Regions from separate parts of the Anas platyrhynchos genome. Here region 2 is linked to region 1. A link is a contact called in public Hi-C data. All regions are on one chromosome and are shown on one strand. The core of a region is the stretch at or near the end of the contact, and the rest is flanking DNA. Distances in the headings are between cores, read along the strand shown. Region 1 holds the start of FOXN3 (forkhead box N3). Region 2 overlaps FOXN3 (forkhead box N3).

Region 1 (5,160 bases), core at 1,620-4,119:
TCATCTTTCTTGTAAGTCCTAGCACGTAATTCTGCTAATGACTTTTATTAAACATTTAAGCCTTAGCCTTCAAGTGATTCATATTTGTTACAAAAAACCGTCCCATTAACACAAAGTACAAGCTGAAACAAAGTTAATGAGCCCTAATACTTGCAGGATAATTCAAAGTTTAAGGGTGATATTAACAAAAATAAAATAAGGAAGAGCAGAAGAAATCCAGTTTCATTGTCCACCAGAGAACCTGAGTTTTACCCTTTCGGTTCATAAAACCAAGTCTATTGCTCAAGTGACTCTTATGCTGTTATTAAAGTCGTACGAGAGCACATAGATGTGCATAATTAAGTACCCCTGTGTGGCCATAAACAGTCTGCCTGGCTGTCCATGGGGAATGCGAGTGGGACTTGATTCATAAGCATGAAAGAGGGGATGTCATTACTGTAATCCCTCTGTATTTCACGGCGTTGTCCAGGGCTCGGGCCCATGTGGTGGAGTGGTCAGGCACAAAGCCCTACCAACAGGGGCCAGCTGTGCTCTGTGCATCTGAGAGGCAATAGGGAAATGACCTGGGTCTGCCTATGTGAGTATTTGTCCTATGAAAATCTTCAGTGGAACCCAAGTCAGGCAGCCCAACAACTGAGGCACTACAAAAAGTCATTAAGTGTGTCTGAAAATGCAGTATATTTTTATTTGTCTCCTGGTTTCGCAATCAGATACTAATGGCAAATGGGTAGATGGAATAAAAGTCACTGACATCTCCCTACCCTTGAAAACAAATGGTGTGGCTAAAACACTGCTGTTTTTATCTTTGCTTCCAAGTGAAGAGACTAAACATGCTCCAGAAACAAAAAGGGTAAGCAGCACAGCTATAACATGCCACATAGAAAGTGACGAGTGAGCATTTGTATGGTGACCAATTTCCTCCCGCAGTTACGTTTATTTTAATGTGGCTCCCATGAAGCATGATACCTGGCCTCTTTGCTCCCCAGCCAGCCTGGTCTCAGCAAACAACTTTGGAAGTGCAAAAAGGGAATGGGAAAGCACGTACTGCAATGGAGCCAAGGGCTGGGCAAGCACGGGACCACCGTGTGCATCTCCTGCAACAGCTCCTTGTATTGCTCCTTGGTAAATAACCTCCTGGTGCTACAGCACCATGTAGGAGATGTTCCCAAGAGGGGTCCCTGCGGCAAAGCACCCCGACACCGGAATGTTTTTCTGGGGGTGGGAGAGGAGCCCCCCCCAGTGCTCTGCATGCCAGAGGCCAGGAATAACCCAGCAGCTGCCAGCTGGGGAGCCCGGGTTTGCAGGCTCTCCAGGAGAACAAGGCTTAATGAAAAACACGAAGGAGAATTAGATGAAATGGGCTGACTTGGACATGGGAAAACGTTCTGCAACATAAATCATAAATTCTCCCCCGTTTGGAGAGAGGTAAGAATTTCATCTTCATTAATTTCATCTGGCAGATACAGATAACAAAGCAGCCCTCTGTATGGGAGAGTGAACATCGCTAAGGCTGATGCAAAGAGACAAGATGCACTTGGAGACAGGAAAAATACGTTGCTGAGAAAGTTTCCACTATTAATATTTTTCCCTTGCAAATGTGGGTCTTCTAAACCACTCTTTTTCTTTAGGAAGGATCCAAATGAAGAGGAGGTGGGAAGCAGAGTTACAAAGCACCTAAGAAAGCCTCAAATACACGAGTGGGAGGAAGGAGGAAGAAATGAAGGAATAATGAAGCTTGCATCACTGGGAGCAAACAGAGGAAGGGAAATGCACATACTTGTGGCTAAATTCTGCAGGAACTTAGGCTGAGGTTTAAAGCTGCTGCGGTTAGCACAGATACAGGCGCAGAGCAATTCAGACGACCTGATCAAAGGACAAAGAAACGCTGCTGCTGCTTTCATTAGGAAAATTACCTGGCTTGGAGTTAATGGGTATGTACAGGAAAAAGTGCTTTCTTTATAGCGTTGACACGGAGTAGACCTGTGAAGGGTAATCAGCACCTGCAGTGCCTACAATGACTGTGATTTGGGGATTCCTTGAGTGGGGCCAGGACTTTGCCATTCACGGAGGCTCCCGTTGGCATCCGTGGGATTCCCAGATGTGGCGATACTGCAAACAGATAATTACACTTTCACAAGCAATTCGCAGACGCCTTGTTACTGACGTGGTGCCCAGGGCCCCCTGCATTAGGCGTGCTGACAGCTGAGCCAAAACGCTTCGCTCCCACCTCTCGGGGTGGTTTCATTAGGACTACACCGGGTGTTTCTACACAGTGAGCATCGCCAGCAGCCACCATGCCGACGGCTGCCTACCTGGGCTAGGAGCAAAGCCTGGAAAAACAGAACTGTGAACTTTGCCTGGGGGCCCCCAGGGCTGTGTACACCCCATGGGACAAACACAGTCTGTCTGCAGTGAAGAGTGAGTTTCGGGGAAGCAGCCAAGGTCACGGCCTTCTGCACAGACATAGGCGCACCAGGGACACAGCCGGGACCCCCAGAGGCGGGGGTGCAGAGCATGTTGTGGCTGGGTGGTTTTTGTGATTTTCACGAGCAGAAGGGCTGGGCTGCTCCTTTCGACATCCACCTGGAGAGCCAGAAAAAGGGGCAGCGGAGCCATCCTTCTGTTCCCACCACAACCACACGCACAAAAATCCACTTTTTTTTTTTTTTCCCAAATCTGATCACCGAGGATTCCCGAGTTACAACTCTCTGCATCCTCCTGACCTCCAAAGGTCGCCCTGGGCCTTCTCCACCTCCCTCCAGCCCAGCACCGTCCCCGGGCCCCCCTGGCTGCGCGGCGGGCAGGGAGGCGGTGTCGGGGCGGCGTCGGGGCGGTGCCGGGGCGGTACCGGGGCGGTGCCGGTGCCGGGGCGGGCCCGTGGCCCGGCGGGCGGCCGGAGGGGGCGGCGCGGGCTGCGGCTGCCTCCCGCCGGGGGCGCGGAGCGGGGCGGCCGCGGGGAGCTCCCACCGCACCGCACCGCACCGCACCCAGCGCACCCACCCAGCGCACCCAGCCGCCGAGGGAGCGAGGCGCGGAGGTAACGGCGCTGTCGATCCGCGCGGTCCTCGGGTACTGCGCGGCGCTGCCCCGGCCAAACTTTTGGGGCCGCTCAGCCCCGGCCCGGCCTCGCGGGGTCCCCCCCTCAGCGCCCACCGGGGCTCCCGGCGCGGCCCCCCGGCCAGACAAGGGCACCGCCGGCGGGGCTGCCCCGGCTGCGCTGCCGGGAAGGCGCCCGCAGCCTGCGGCCGCTCCGCTCCGCTCCGCTCGCGTTCCGGGGCCGGCTCCCGGCTCGGCGGCGCTGAGCGGCGGGGGCACGGCGGGGCGAGGGGGCGCTCGGTGCCTTCTGCTCGAGCCGGGGGGGGGGGAGGTCGTGGTGTTCCCCGGGCTGGATGTTGCACAAAACCGTGGAAATGAGTTTGTTTGGTTCCAAAATGTGTATGTGTGTGTGTATCCGTAGTACAAAAACGGGCAAACCGTGGAAATGAGTTTGTCTGGTACCTATATATATATATATATATATGCGTGTATATCCATAACACAAAAATGGGCAAACCGTGGAAATGAGTTTGTCTGGTACCTATATATATGTGTGTGTGTGTGTGTGTGTGTGTGTATATCCATAACACACACAAAAATGAGCAAACCATGGAAATGAGTTTGTTTGATACAAAAAATATAAATATATATCCATAACACGCAAGAATGATCAAACCATGAAAAAGAGTTTGTTTGATACTGTGTATATATATATATATACATATATATATATCCATAACACACAAAACCATGCAAACCACGAAAACGAGTTTGTGCAGTACCAAAATGTATTTATACACGTATACCCATAACACTGCACAGTGGAATGAGTCCGTGCACTATTCAGTTCTGCCCGGCTGTGGGTGCAGTAGTGGGGTGGCAGGAGCCCCGCTGTGCCCGGTGCCCGGCGGAGGCCAGCGCCCAGCGGTCTCGGTGAGTGCGTGAGGCCGCCCGGCTGTGGGGCAGCTCTGGTAGGAGAGGGACTGTCCCAGGAGTGCAACATCTATAAACACTTTTCTGATTGGTTTAAAAATTTAGACACAGGAAGCGGATGGTATCTAATAACAGACAAGTGGAGACACTGTTGTCATGGAAACTGAGAAGACTTCCCCCCCCCCCCTCCGTTTATTTAAAAAAAAAAAAAAAAAAGTCTGCATATCATCAGAAATGCCTGCAGAAAGTGTTGGCTTCTGGTGCCTTTCCCACAGCATCTGTTGAAACCTGAGAACGTGCCTGTCAAACCAAGGTCACTCGCAGTAAAACTGCGCCGCCTCCACGGCTCCTCTCCTGCTCTGCTGTCCTCCCGGCCGGCCTGGGCTCCCACCGGAGGACGAGTGGAGGCTGGGGAGGCAGCGGGTGCTGGCCTCACTCCTCCGTCCTGTGGTGCCTCTCGGGACTCGGGAGGGATGGCTGGGGCTGGTGGTCTGCCTTTGTTCCTCCTCTACACAAAACTATACTCGAGCAAAGTGGTATGAACTTGAGTGTTGAGGCCTCAACCCCAGCCTCACCCGGGGAAAAAATGGGAGTCAAATGGGTGTGGGAAGCGTTGTGTGATGGTTTTTAATAAAAGTCACCGCTTGGTTGTAGAGTGCTGTTTGGAGATGAAACCAGAGAGAGCAGAACACAATGTACTTCATTATTGATGAATGCAACGTGAGAAAACAGGGCTGAAGTTTTACTTTGCCGGACTACTGAAAGTTTGTTGGGTGTGAGAGGAGAGTGGTTTTGCTCTTAGAGCAGCAGAGAAGGGTTTGTCAGGGAACTTGCAAGAAGGGCTTCAATGCTTTTACTTATTTTCTTGGGTAGCAGACATTGATCTCATGTTTTTGATGGAGAGACATGTTTGAGAACTGAGTATCCGCTGTGTTTTCTTGAAGCTTTTCATTTTCTTGCCCTCTAATCATCATTTTGCACTGACCAAGCTGAGAGAAGCACCGAGCATGTCACTGCTGTGCTGGTTGCCACTAGTCCCCTTCAGGGACTGCTGCCACCTTCGGTGTCCCTTGGCTTGCATGTCCCACTCTTTGCATTGCCACTTCTTGAGAGCGCCAGCGGCAGCTGTTCAGGCCAGATGATGTGGGGCTGAGCCCCCAGGTGCAGGCAAGGGGCTCAGCACCCTCCCCT
Region 2 (5,160 bases), core at 1,896-4,395, 170 kb after region 1:
GCTGCACCTCTTGGTATGGTCTGTGGCTGCTGAGAGCTGTGGCTGACTTCAGCCCCTCTCTTTGTCCTTGGCCCTTGTCTTCGGCCTCACCTACTGCCCGGGTTTCTTCCCTGAGCAAGTCTGATGCATTCGTTCTCTGGCCTGGCTGAGGCCTCCTCCTGTGCAGCCAGGCCCTCCTCTCTCCTCCATCTGCGGGAGGACGACCCAAAGCACCTCGTCCTCGGTCCTGCTGACACCACCACAGGTGCCTGTCTCTGCTGGGGCTTCACGGAGCTGCCTGGTGTCCTCCGGAGCATACCGATATAAACATGCCAGGCACCACAGCACGTGCGGATGGGCTTGAATCACGGGTGTGCTTTGGAAAGCAGCTGCCGTGGATTCAATAGTGTGTTGTAAACAGCTCATATTAGTGTCATGAAGTCATTACAGAAACATGGTGGTGCCGTTACTGGTCTGAAGGCTAAGAATACACATTTCAAGATAGACTGGTTGCATCAATTTTATCTGAAAACACAGAAGCTTGTTGCACAAACAAAACCCAAAGTCAATAGGAAATGTGTTTGGTTTTTTGTTTTGTTGTGGGTTTTTTTGTATGTTTGTTTTTTGTTTTTTTTCACTCTGCTGTGCCCTTTTATTCTTTCAGCAGCAAAATTAACTTTATGCTACGGTGTTAGCAAGTAGTGGGACTTTATTTAAAGTAAAACAAGAAAATAAAATCCAGGAACAGTCTATAAACAAATGCTGAAGTTGGCTGTACAAGTTAGGACAGTAAATTCAACTTCTAGCAGTCCTTTATGTTGTGAAAGAGATGGAAGAATTCTGGTTTAGTTTGGATTTACTGTCTTGGGCTTCTTTGCTTTTTTTCCCCCCTTTTATTTTGAATTTAGGCAGATTATCCCTCTTCAGTTTGACTAAAGGGAAACTTCTGCTGTGTGGTCTGTGTGGTGTCTGGACCCAGTGCTGCAAAATGGCACGCATTCAGGGCTTAAACTGTTCGGGGGTGGCACTTGCAGCACAGATGCTTGCAGCAGGAATATTGCTTTTGATGTACCTTCAGAGTTGAAAACTAACATAAGTTGGTACAGCTGCTTTTTTGAGGAGTCTGCTGGTGACTTTTGGAAAAGAATATGCTCATCTGTCCAGGACACAGACAGGCATCTGCTCCTCAGTATGTTTGCACCTTTTATTCTGGTAGTCTGCTGCTACTCCGACTTTAGTTTTCCGCTTACTACAGTGTTGCTGTTTACTGTTTCAGCAATTAAATAATAGAGTAGCCATATTAGGATTGTATTTCCAGCTGTGTTATCACAGCAAAATAGTACATGCTTAAACTAGTAAAAAAATATATATTCTTAATGGGTGAAATGCTCTCTACACCATTTGCATTGTTAATAACTTGCAGGATTTTTACTTCACATCACATTACTCTCCAGGAAACAGATATGAAATATATAGATGTACAAAATATTTATTTTTTTTTTTTAACAGTGAAAAGTAATTTTCTGACATAATAGCCAAAATAAAGAGCCATGAAGCTATTACCAGTAAATTGAATTTTTTGGTATGCAATTTAGCATAAATACTAACAAGCTGCAAAAATAAAAATAAAAATAAAATAAAAACAAGAAACCCGTACTCATTAGTCATTCAGTTTAGCAGCACGGAGGCAGCAGTCGACAAGGGTGTGCGTTTTTATGTCTGCTTCAATTGCACACTTCATTTATTCGGACACGGCATAGGCGGCTTTCTCTGTCACACGGCACGATTAGCGAGTTGCGCCCCAGGGCAGCTGGGACGCTTGGCTGGGGCAGATGTTCTTTTCAGCTTATTCAGTGGCCGTTCTTGGGTTGTTTACTGTTGTCATAGCTACCCACATTTCCATGGCAGCCGTGCTGCTGTGTGTGAAGCAAGTGAATATAGTTATAAAAGGATCATATTTTGTTCTGTCTCTATAACTTACCATCTGTCAACTGACTGTTGGTGATGGATTCAGAAACCAATTTAAGAGTAACAGCAGCAGGCTGATGATTTTTGCTTATATTAAAGTGACAATGGATAAGGATGCAAGTAAGTTGGTGCTTCAATGAAATGCTAGCTTCTTTTTTTTTCTCTTCTCTCTAAATCGTAGCAGTTTTGCTCCCAACACTTTCTCAGACATGACTGAAATCCTTACTGACAAATGAAAAAGACCAAGCGTCGTCTTCTGTACTTGCTCAGGTGAAGGTGTGTCCTTATGCTTTCCCTCTCTTCTGTTGGCTTGTCCCGTTGTGCTGATACCAAATTGCGATGTTGCACCTGCTTTCACCACAGATCCTGTGTAATGAAATCTAAATACCCGTCACAAAATTAAACAGCGAATTTGTGAGGCTAACAGAGGCTAATGTGCTACCGTGCACACACGAGGACGGTGTGGTGACATTCATCACTGCGCTCTGCTCAGCAGCAGTATTGGGATCACATGCAAGTTTGGGGGTGAATACAATGTGGGATCAAAGAGCCATCTGAGTAATGAACTCTTACACCTTTTCACTGCAGAGATTCAATTGAACCTATAGTTTAGCAGCGGGGGCAAAAAGATTAGCCCAGTTGTAAATAATGTATTTATTGGTTGATTTTCCAGATCCTGACATTGATGCTGCCACTGCCATGATGCTTTTGAATACTCCCCCTGAGATACAAGCAGGTTGTGAGTAGATATTTCTATAGCATATAGCAACATAGACATGTAAAGTTAATATTCTCTTTTGTAAGTATACAGCATACCAGATAAAAAGAAGGATTTAATGAAGAAATACAACTTCCCTTTTAGACCCTTACACTTCCTTGACCCTTACATGAGTGTAATTTTGTGGTTCATGTTACAGTCATTGTTACATGAATAATAGTAATCCATAATCTCTAATGTAAAAGAGGGGTTATTGTTATTCATGACATACACGTAATTGAGTAACGTACTATTATCCGTACTGATGGAAAGACCTGGGGCAACAGCCAGGAGAAAGGCAGGGAGAGAAAGAGAGCAAGAGAGCGGAGGGTACACGGCATATGGTTTTGTTTTCATTTTGTTTTGATTTGACTCCCATCGTGTGAGTTACCACAGCCATCTGGATACTTTCCATTCACTTGGGCACCGTTTCAACTCCTTCCTTGCACGCATCCTGCCCACTTCCCTTTTTTGCACTGTCTGATTCAAGGCAGTAGGCAGGCAACAGGGAGTAAGGAAAAGTCTGATTTCCTGCCAATACAACCCTTCTTGTTCTGTGACCAGACCTGAGGGTTTGATGCCGTGTATTAGCAGAGCTCTGAAGAGGCTCCGGTCCCCACTGTACTGGGCTGCGCACATGGTGGGAGAATCATCCTGCCCCAGAGAGCTTACAGCGGAGGTATTAGAGGAATCCATGGAGGAATACAGCTGCACAAAAGCAGGGAGTGCAAGAAAACAAACATATCACTGGTCAGCAAGCACGGCAGTAATGCCAAGTGACAGGCAGCTCTAAAAAATCAAGGCAGAAGTTAAAGAAGAAGCCATTATGAAGCCTGTCTAGCCTCACCGCTATTGTTCTAGCTCAGGCAACCAAATCCAAATTCCAGGGGAAGCCTTGATTCGCGCTTTGATACTCTGCCTGGGGAAGAGTCAATTACCATCAAAGCATCTCCTGCGCAACCGAGGGAAGCTATTGTCAGCCTGCTTTGTGACCCTGCCAGAGAAATATCTGTTGAGAAGCTCCTGTGGGGGGAGAGCGTGATGTACCAAGAAACAGTCCGTACCAGAGAGGCTGGTCCTTGCCCTCATTTCCTACACAGCCTTCAGGAGCTGTGGGCAGTAAAAGTGAGCAATTCCAGCTATGTATGGGTAGGAAAAAGGAAAGATTTTATCGGGGAGAGGAGGTTATTGGTGGGGTTGCAGGAAGAATGAAATGAGAGGTCTTTAGAGGATGAGAAATTGCATTATGTCAGAGTTGTGGGGGGGAGGGGAAAAAAAAGAGGAAGAGAGTGGCATAGAATAAGAGTGCAAGACAGGTTGTGAGTGAGAGACCAAAGAAGAAATGTAGTGGTATGTGCACAGAAAAGCATGGCGAGAAATCACAATAATCCAGACTTCCGGAAGAGCCATGGAAGGGAGGAAATGCGTAGTATGCTGCACATACTAAACACACACGGCAGATTTTTGTGTCATGTACATGTTTCCCAGTGCTGTAGCTGTTTGCATGGAAGTGATGTGGACACTTTCATGTCATAGAGATCTTAGAGTGTGGATTGGAAAATGGCTCATTGCCATTTCAGTTTGTAGAGGTCATTCTGAGGAAGGAAACTGTAACCTTTTGTGAGTTTGGCATGTCTCTCCTCCATGTCACCTTCCCTGTGGGCTGTTGTGTCAGGGCCTCAGAAGTGAGAGGGAGATGAGAGCAGGAAGGTGGCTCCTTCACTCATGTTGCTCCCTCCTCGATGCCAGCAAGTAGTAACGATGTCTTCTTCTGTGCCTTTACAATGACATGCTGAGTCTACTCAGTTCATGAATCCTTCCAAATGTTGGGTAGGATTGACTGGAGCCAGGAGAAAAGGCAGGAGTGTTGATTATAACCTCAGAGGTCCTCTAAATTATGAAGGAGAAATATTTGTGTGTGTGTGAGAATGGACCCTTGAGGAAATAAATCAGCATATTGTACAAATTGCAGTAGAGTCTAGCTTATCTACCACGTTAGGAAAATCTTAGACAACTTAAAGCAAATTAATTACTAGTGCACATTAAGAAACAATTGCATGAAAAATCGCATTTTAAATTCATTTTCAAATAAAAGGCAAGTGGGCTATAAAAGTTTCACAGCAATCCTGAGCATCGTATGGAAGCTCACAATTCATTCTGTGCTCTGTTAGTGACTGCAGTGCTCTGTAAATCAACCTGTAAATTATCAGTGCAGTAAGCATGCTGATATTCTTTGGCGCCTTGAAGATTTAGGATTCTGTTCGTCATATCACACTGTGGTATCAAGCATGCGCTCAAGCCATCAGGGTTGCAAAATGTCCTGAAAATATGTAAACGTCACTGTGAACCATGGATATATCCAAAGGAGGTTATGGCACAGTCCAAACTCATGCCTGTGTGGATGGTTGCACATGCTGGCTTTTTACTTTGAAGGCATCTTGTTGAACTAACAGCTG

The links. A called contact is a pair of places that touch in the nucleus more often than the background predicts.
Region 2: a Hi-C map of liver shows a contact between it and region 1, with 2.0 times the contacts expected there. The contact joins the enhancer-like site here to the promoter of FOXN3 in region 1. A contact is called at or near these places in 2 of 8 Hi-C or Micro-C datasets (liver and skeletal muscle).

Annotation. Positions count from the first base shown.
Region 1 is chr5:17,969,066-17,974,225 of IASCAAS_PekinDuck_T2T, forward strand. It overlaps FOXN3 (forkhead box N3), which reads left to right and starts at 2,870. Exons shown (of 8, transcript XM_027459039.3): 1 at 2,870-3,037.
Region 2 is chr5:18,137,171-18,142,330 of IASCAAS_PekinDuck_T2T, forward strand. It overlaps FOXN3 (forkhead box N3), which reads left to right. Exons shown (of 8, transcript XM_027459039.3): 5 at 2,621-2,686. Among named protein-coding and RNA genes, the nearest start is that of TRNAT-UGU, 64 kb to the right of the region's middle. Within about 2 kb of position 3,146, at least 2 of the 8 cell types and tissues checked have an H3K27ac peak or open chromatin away from gene starts, as enhancers often do.